2 separate regions of the Canis lupus genome follow, and region 1 is linked to region 2. A link is a contact called in public Hi-C data. All regions are on one chromosome and are shown on one strand. Each heading gives the region's core, a stretch centred on a gene start, on an enhancer-like site or on the middle of the called end of the contact. The rest is flanking DNA. Distances are from core to core; before and after follow the strand shown. Region 1 holds the start of ASCC1 (activating signal cointegrator 1 complex subunit 1). Region 2 has its middle 30 kb from the start of CHST3.

Region 1 (3,938 bases), core at 387-2,886, 240 kb before region 2:
CTCCTCAGTCACCTCATGTCTAAGATGGGGATAATAATAGTACCTCCTTCATAAAGGTGTCACAATGGTTAATATAACCAAAGCATTTGGGATAGTCACAGGCACAGTAAACATTCAGTATCAGCTATCCAAAATTAGTAATGGATATTGACTCCTGAATCCCCCCCACCCCCCGCCCATGCAGATCCCAGTTTTTTATCCATAGTATGTCCAAACACACTCAAGAGAGGTTTTAATTCTCTGCGTTTGGCAGAGTCAGCAAGCTCGCAGAAGGGAAAGGATCTCTGCTCAGCAAGAGGGAAGGTGCCCTCCATCTATGCACTTGACACTCTCATTTTTAAGGTTCAGGAGTTCAAGAAGAATTCTATGATCTAGGAAAACAGGGGTGGTGGTGGTGAAATGAGTTGTCTTTCTATCCTCGAGGCCTAGCACAACCTGGGTCAGAACGTTTCCTGAATGAATACCGAACAAATGACAGAACGCAGGGCTAGTGGCTCAGCAAAGGTTACACGGGAGGGATGGAGAAGCGGGCTGTCACGAGGGTTGGTCCATTATTGAGGTTTTTTTTTTTTTTTTTTCTTTTTTTTTTCCCTTCCTCATTCTGCAGATCTAATACATTTTGTATTAACACAACTCTCTCCCACCCCAGGCTGCTGGGCCCCAGGCAGGTCCTCAGCAAAACTCTGCCTAATGAATAAATGTTCATGATGAAGTAGCCTGGGCTTTGGCTCTCGAAGGGAAGCTGAGTCCGCTGGCCTTAGAGATGCCCAGAGCCGAGCAAGACCACCCTGGGGGGGGGGGGAGGGGGGGCGCGGGGCGCAGCATGATCAACCATCTACTCCAGGTACGACAGGGATGACTTCCGTTTTCATCAACTTTACTTCCTGTCGGATGTATACCTATTAAAAAGAATTCCTCCCTTTAGAATAAGTCTCCTTATGAAAAAGATGCTTTAGGAAAGTATTTCTGGCACGATGCCAGATTATTAGAAGCAATCGTCGAATTCCACCATCAACAAATCGTTCCACTTGAACCGCGAGCTCACCACCCAAACCGAGGCAGCAGCTAAACACCAGGTGCGGTGGCGAGGGAAAAAAAAAAAAAAAAAAAAAAAAAAAAAAAAAAGGAGGGGGTGCTGGAAACCGCGGGGGAAGAGCGCCCGCGGCTGCCGAACCAACTCCAAGGCAAGCTTTTCCTGCCCTTTTCCCGCTCGGTCTCAAGGGGGCGATGCTACCCGCGCCGCCCCACCGCGCAGGCGCCAGCTCTCCGCGCGCATGCGCACCCCGTCCGGCGCGGCCTAAGGAAATTTCCTCTCACGCTCCCACCGAAGCAGGCTCCAGTCTCTCCTCCTATCTTCTCCATTTTACTAGTCCCTGCAGGTAGGATCCCACGGATCGACTCCCTTCCACCAAGCTCCCGGGGGGTCCCTAAGCCCTCGGCCACTTACCTCAGCGGATTTGGCGCTTTCCCCTACAGCCCCGCCCCCAAGGGCCAGCCAGAGCGGCAGCGTTTACAACGACGAGGACGGCGGCGTGCGCGCGCCCGCGCGGAGGAAGCCGGCGACGTGCGCGCGCCCGCGCGCCGGGAGGGGCTGGTGGGGGCGTGGCCGGGGCGAGGCCGGGGCTGGATCGCGCGCTCCCGCAGAGGACTTCCGGGTCTTGCGCGCCTACCTGGCTTTACGGCGGGGGTCCTGCCGCCCCGGGGTTCCTCGCTTTTTTTGGCTTGTTTTTATGATTCAAGGCTTCACCTTCCCCCACGACATCGAAGGCCCTCTGCTCTCCGCGCTCTCCAGACTGCCACGAAGCAGGGTTACGCGGGTCAGCCCCCCGTCTTTCAGACAGTCTCGTAGGCCCGGTGCCCTACGGGAAAGGCAGGTGAAGTTTGCTGTCCCTTACTCCAGAGCCGAGGTCTGAGGGTCCGACCTAATCATCAAAGGCTCCTTTTGTGAAGCGCCTATTTTTTATTTTTTAATTTTGTGAGGCCCTGTGGAATAGGCCACCACGGGCGTAATGTCAGAACTCTGTTGCTGATGGATCCCGGCGTCGTCCGAGGGTTTATCTTCCATGGTGTTACTTCTCACAACGCAAAATCCCCCCTTGGTTCTGTAATCACGTCACCAACCACAGTGACGTCACTAACCACAGCGACGTCACTTGCTGAGGGTTGGATTGGGCTTTAAGGACTTAGTGCATTGATCAGTTGCACTTACTTGTGCACATGATCAATGCACAAGTGCATTAAGTGTTTTGGGGGCTTTAGTTGTTTATTTTTTTATTTAATTTTTTTAAAGATTTTATTTATTTATTCATGATAGACACAGAGAAAGAGAGAGAGAGAGAGAAAGAGACACAGAGACACAGGCAGAAGCAGGCTCCATGCAGGGAGCCTGACGTGGGACTTGATCCTGGGACTCCAGGATCAGGCCCTGGGCTGAAGGCGGCGCTAAACCGCTGAGCCACCAGGGCTGCCCTGGGCTTTAGTTGTTTAAATTGAAACTTAAATTTTAATGCACTGTTTAAAGTTTAAATTTTAATGCATTACATTTTAATGCCTTTTGTGCCCAAAATGCACAAGTGCATTAAGTAATTGTTTTGGGGCTTTTTCTTTAATCGTGGGCTTCCAAGACCGTAACCTATGTGGTTAGGAACATTGGTTGAACTTAATCACAGCTAGCCAGTAAGGAACCTTTGTTTCCTTAATTCTTTTTTTTTTTTTTTTTAAAGATTTTATTTATTTATTTGTGAGAGACCACAGAGAGAGAGGAAGAGACATGGGCAGAGGGAGAAGCAGGCTGCCCGTGAGGAGCCTGATGCGGGACTCGATCCTGGGACACCAGGATCACGACCTGAGTGGAAGGTGGATGCTCAACCACTGAGCCACCCAGGTGCCTTGTTCCCTTAATTCTTGGCTCATTATGTGGTGACTAGAAGCTTGGCTTCTCAATGAGCGATGTACATCTTTGAGGAGTGGCCTATAGAAATGGATTCCTCCCCTCAGCAGTGTGTTGGTTTGAAGAACCATGTCGGTTAAGTCATGTTTTAACTGTTCTGATGGGCAACAGGACCTAATTCTGAGGTATATATTTCTTGCACCTCTAAAAGTACTTAGGGGTTATTTATTCCCCCGAAGGATAAGTGTGCTACACATTCCTAATCCTCTTAATTATCATGCTGGATAAAAAGAGTGAGACACTTAGCGAATGGTTAGATAAACACAGAAGGTTGTATCCTACTTCAAGTTAAAATAATAAAGACATCTGTTCTCTCAAACTCACAGACAGGCTGTATAGAGAGCGAAGAGTATCTTTTAATCACCATTTCTTAGAGTGCTGAAATAGTTTACAAATTACTGTCTAGGGGCACCTGGCTGGTTCAGTTGGTGGAGCAAGTGACTCTTGAGCTCAGGGTTGTGAATTCGAGCCCAATTTTGGGTGTGGAGATTACTTAAAAATAAAATATTTGGAAGCAAAAACAGGGACGCCTGGGTGGCTCAGCGGTTGAGCACCTATCTTTGGCCCAGGGTGTGATCCTGGGACCCGGGATCGAGTTCCGCATCAGGCTCCCCGCATGGAGCCTGCTTCTCCCTCTGCCTGTGTCTCAGCCTCTCTTTCTCTGTGTCTCTCATGAATAAATAAATAAAATCTTTAAAAAAAAAAAGAAAGCAAAAACAAATCACTGTCTAGAGTGAACCAGGCATGGAATGCTGTCGTGGAAAATACAAAAACTGACTTAAAATAGCTTGCAGATTGGGGAAATCTAATGGAAACAGTGCTGCTTTTGTTTAGGACGTGCTGTGAACTGATATCTAATTACATAATGATCCATAAAATAGAGATAGGATTTTTATTTCTGATTAAAACAGGGTAAGGTGATCATTTGTTTTTCAGGATTTCACTAGAATATTGTTCAAAGAAAGTATCATGGAAGTTCTGCGCCCAC
Region 2 (3,760 bases), core at 1,015-3,514:
AAATGCCTGCAGTGGGTGGGGGGATGGGGTGACTGGGTGACGGCACTGAGGAGGGCACTTGACAGGATGAGCATTGAGTGTTATACTATATGTTGGCAAATCGAACTCCAATAAAAAAATATACAAAAAATAAATTTAAAACAAAACAAAAACCCCACAAATGCCTGCAGTCCCTCTCCCTCATCATTGCGAGGAGCCAAGAGACCAGCACGGACTCCACACTTGCCACAGGGGCTGCTTCCCTGCAGGAGCCCCTGCCTCAGATCCAACCCCAGGGCCCCCAGGACCTGCTGCTCACCCAGAGTGTCTCAGTCCTTGGAGGCTGCTGACAAAGTGCCCAGAGTGGGGGGCTGATGAACAGCAGAAATGTATTTCTCCCAGTACCAGAGGCTGGAAGTTCCAGATCCAGAAGCCAGCATGGTCACGTTCCAGAGAGGCCCCTCTTCCAAGATGCAGACTGTCGATGTCTCATCATAGACTCACATGGAGAAGAAAAGCACCAGGAAGGGGATCCCTGGGTGGCGCAGTGGTTTAGCGCCTGCCTTCGGCCCAGGGCGCGATCCTGGAGACCCGGGATCGAATCCCACGTCGGGCTCCCGGTGCATGGAGCCTGCTTCTCCCTCTGCCTATGTCTCTGCCTCTCTCTCTCACTGTGTACCTATCATAAATAAATAAAAATAAAAAAAATAAAGAAAAGCACCAGGAGGCTCTCTGAGGTCCCTTTTATAAGAGCACTGGCTCCATTCGCGAGGCCTCCACCCTGATGACCGACCTACTGCCCCAAGGTCCCACCTCCTAATGGCATCACATTGGGGGTTAGGATTTCAACATGCGAATTTGGGGTAGACAGGAACGTTGTCTATCACAGAGGGTGACTGAGGCCAGGCTGGGGCCAGGGGAGGGTCCCCCAGGGAGCAGTCTGTGACTTCAGGCTGGCTGCCTTTGGTAACCTCTGCTGTGTCACCATGGGCCGGCGCCATGGTGAGGGTGCTGGCCTGGAACTGGGTGCTTGCAGGCACATCTGCTGCACAGCATCTGCGTGACTTGATCTTCAAGAAGCTGTGGAATGTCAGGGCCTCTGACGGCCTGGACAGCCAGAGAGGTAGCAGAGAACGGAGTCCTTCCAAACTCCAGAACTGTTCCTGTCCTCAGGGTGGCGTCCTCCAGGTCCAGCCTTATCTCTCCAGGGCCCTGCAGGTAGCATATTCTCTGTCTCCTCAGGGCCTTTGTACATGCTATTTCCTCTGCCCCCAAACCCTTTCCTACCTGCTGCACTAGCCTGATAACTCACCTTCCAAGTCTCACCTTAGATACCACCTCCTCTAGGAAGCCCTTCCTGACCCTCCTAAGTCTGAGTCAAGTGCCCTGGCAGCCCTGTAATCACCCATCAGAGCATTTATCTCTCACTCTCCCTATTCCTGGGTCTGTCTCCCCACTAGAGCTGTGAATCCACAGAGGGCAGGTCAGCTCTAGTTCTCTCCTGCATCCCCACAGGCCTGACACAGGGCTGGTGGTCATGGTTAATAATATCTAGGAACTGATGGATGACGCCAATGAATGGTGTAAACTGGAAGGTGTGGAGTGACTGCATTGCATCTGGAGGGACCAAGGGGAGAGATGCTGTGGGCAGCAGCATGTGCAGCTCAGAGAACGAGATCCTACAAATTTGGGGGACTGTGGGAGACTCAGGGGAGGGAAATGGCCCAGTGGTCTCATGCCTGGCTCCTGGCCAGTGTAAAGAAAAAGGAGCAGCAGGAAGAGCTCCCCTGAAGGAAGTAGGGTCTCTGGGGGTGGGAGATGGGGAGTTCAAGGGCCAGGGCCAGAGGAAGAGCCACATTGAGAGGGATGGTTGCAGGGGCAGGGATGTTGCTGGGGGTGGGGGGCTGTAGGGGGAGAGGCAGGATTCAGGATGGGGCAGGGAACCAAGGACTCTGGGACCCAGGCCTAGACCACAGGCTTGAGGAATACCCAAAGCTGCCTTCTTCACATGAGCCCAGGGGCAGGCCTCGTTAGTATTTCTAACTCTAATATAAAATCCAGGGGCCTCAACTCCTTCATTTTAGGGATGAGTGTGAAACGGGGACCCAGGGATGGGGTGACTGGGCCAGGGAAGCGGCAGGCCCGCGGCAGGGCCTCTGAGCAGCAGGGAGAGGTGGGGACAGGGTGGAATTCAGGCCTCCGCCTCCTTCCTCTCTGGGGTGGAAGGTGCGAGGTGCCCGGTGGTCCTCAGCACTTCTGCAGGCCTCGGCCTCAGCCCCATTTGACAACCCAGGTGGCCGAGGGGTGGGGGGGGCTTTCCCCGAGGTGTGGTGGGCAGTGCAGAGGAGCTCCGGAGAGAGTTCCTGAGGAGGGGGGAGCCCGGGTGCTGCCGGAGGAGGTGGCCCGGGAGGGAAGGAGGGAGGGAAGGAAAGAGGGAGGGACGGAAGGAGGAAAGGAGGGAGGGAAGGAGGGAAGGAAGGAGGGAGGGAGGGAGGAAAGGTGGGAAGGAAGGAGGAAAGGAGGGAAGGAAGGAAGGAGGGAAGGAAGGAAGGAAGGAGGAAAGGAGGGAGGGAAAGGAAGAAAGGAGGAGGGAGGGAGGGAAGGAGGGAAGCAGGGAGGGAGGCAGAGGCGCGCTGCTGGCGTCCGCGGGATGAGCCGGGGCTGCGGGAAGGGGCGAAGCGACCGGGCCGCGTGGGCGCCGCGCTGTGGACGCGCGCAGGTGTCGGCCCCGCCGCGGGCCTCCGGGGGCCCCACCGCCCAACCCCGGGCCCCCCACCCCCACCCCCACCCCCACCCCCAGGGGCGGCCTGAACCCGAACGTGCAGGCCCTCCGCGCGCTTTCGGATCCTCTTTCGCTTCTCCTTCCTTGGAGAGCCGACTGCGGGGTCCGCGGGGACGACCTGAAACTGCGTTTCGAAAGAGGATGAGGATCTGGGCGCCGGGGGTCTTGCGCAAGGGGCGGGGCGGGGGGAGGGGAGGGGAGGGGAGGGGGGGAGCGGGGTGTCCTCGGAGCGAGCGGGGCCCGGGCGGGAGCTGCCCCAGAGCCTCCGCCCCCGCCCCCGCCGCCCGCCCCGAGCCCCGGAGAAGTCGGGGCCACGCTCCCTGCTGGGGGGCGGGGGGCGCCTGGCGGGCGGGGAAGCCCAGGAGTTGCCGGCTCTGTTTTATTTTACGATGAAACTATTTTGGGGGGCGCCTGGGGGCTCAGCGGCTGAGCGTCTGGCTTCGGCCCCGGGCGTGAGCGGGGTCCTGGGATCGAGGCCTGCCCTGCGGGGAGCCCGCTTCTCCCTCGGCGGTGTCCCTGCCCCTCTCTGTGGGTCTTCATGAATAATAAATAAAATCTTTATTTTTAAAAATTCAACCGCTTAAACTTGTAAACGTGAAATTCCAAGTCTGACTTTCTTCTTTCTTTCCTCCTTCTTGCCCAAGGTCACCAGAGAGTTCGTGGGAGAGCAGGGACCCAATCCAAGCTTGATTCCGAGGCCGAGGCCGGGGCCCTCTGGCCAGTGCTCGGGGTAGCAAGACAGTGGACTGCCAGGACCTCTCCCCTGCCTTCTTCTTTCTTCTTCCTCTGGACAAATTTTTCTTTCTTTCCTTTTCTTTCTTTCTTTTTTTTCTCTCCTTTCTCTTTTTCTGCTCGTGTCTCTTTTAACAGATATTTCCTGAGGACCTATCATGGGCTACGGGATGTTCTGGGCCCAAGGATGTGTCACTGAACAGACATGGTTCCTGCTTCTGCGAAATCACTGTGTAGTGAAGGCAAGTTGACAAATAAGTGGGAAAA

Evidence for each region. A called contact is a pair of places that touch in the nucleus more often than the background predicts.
Region 1: a Hi-C map of blood shows a contact between it and region 2, with 2.7 times the contacts expected there. The contact joins the promoter of ASCC1 here to the enhancer-like site in region 2. A contact is called at or near these places in 3 of 9 Hi-C or Micro-C datasets (amygdala and blood).

What each region holds. Positions count from the first base shown.
Region 1 is chr4:23,609,208-23,613,145 of UU_Cfam_GSD_1.0, reverse strand. It overlaps ASCC1 (activating signal cointegrator 1 complex subunit 1), which reads left to right and starts at 1,636. Exons shown (of 10, transcript XM_038534276.1): 1 at 1,636-1,874; 2 at 3,887-3,938. The coding sequence starts at 1,731. The region is part of intron 1 of ANAPC16 (anaphase-promoting complex subunit 16); the gene reads right to left.
Region 2 is chr4:23,368,150-23,371,909 of UU_Cfam_GSD_1.0, reverse strand. No RefSeq gene overlaps it. Among named protein-coding and RNA genes, the nearest start is that of CHST3, 30 kb to the left of the region's middle. Within about 2 kb of position 2,264, at least 7 of the 20 cell types and tissues checked have an H3K27ac peak or open chromatin away from gene starts, as enhancers often do. A contact at or near this core is called in blood, where this site is marked.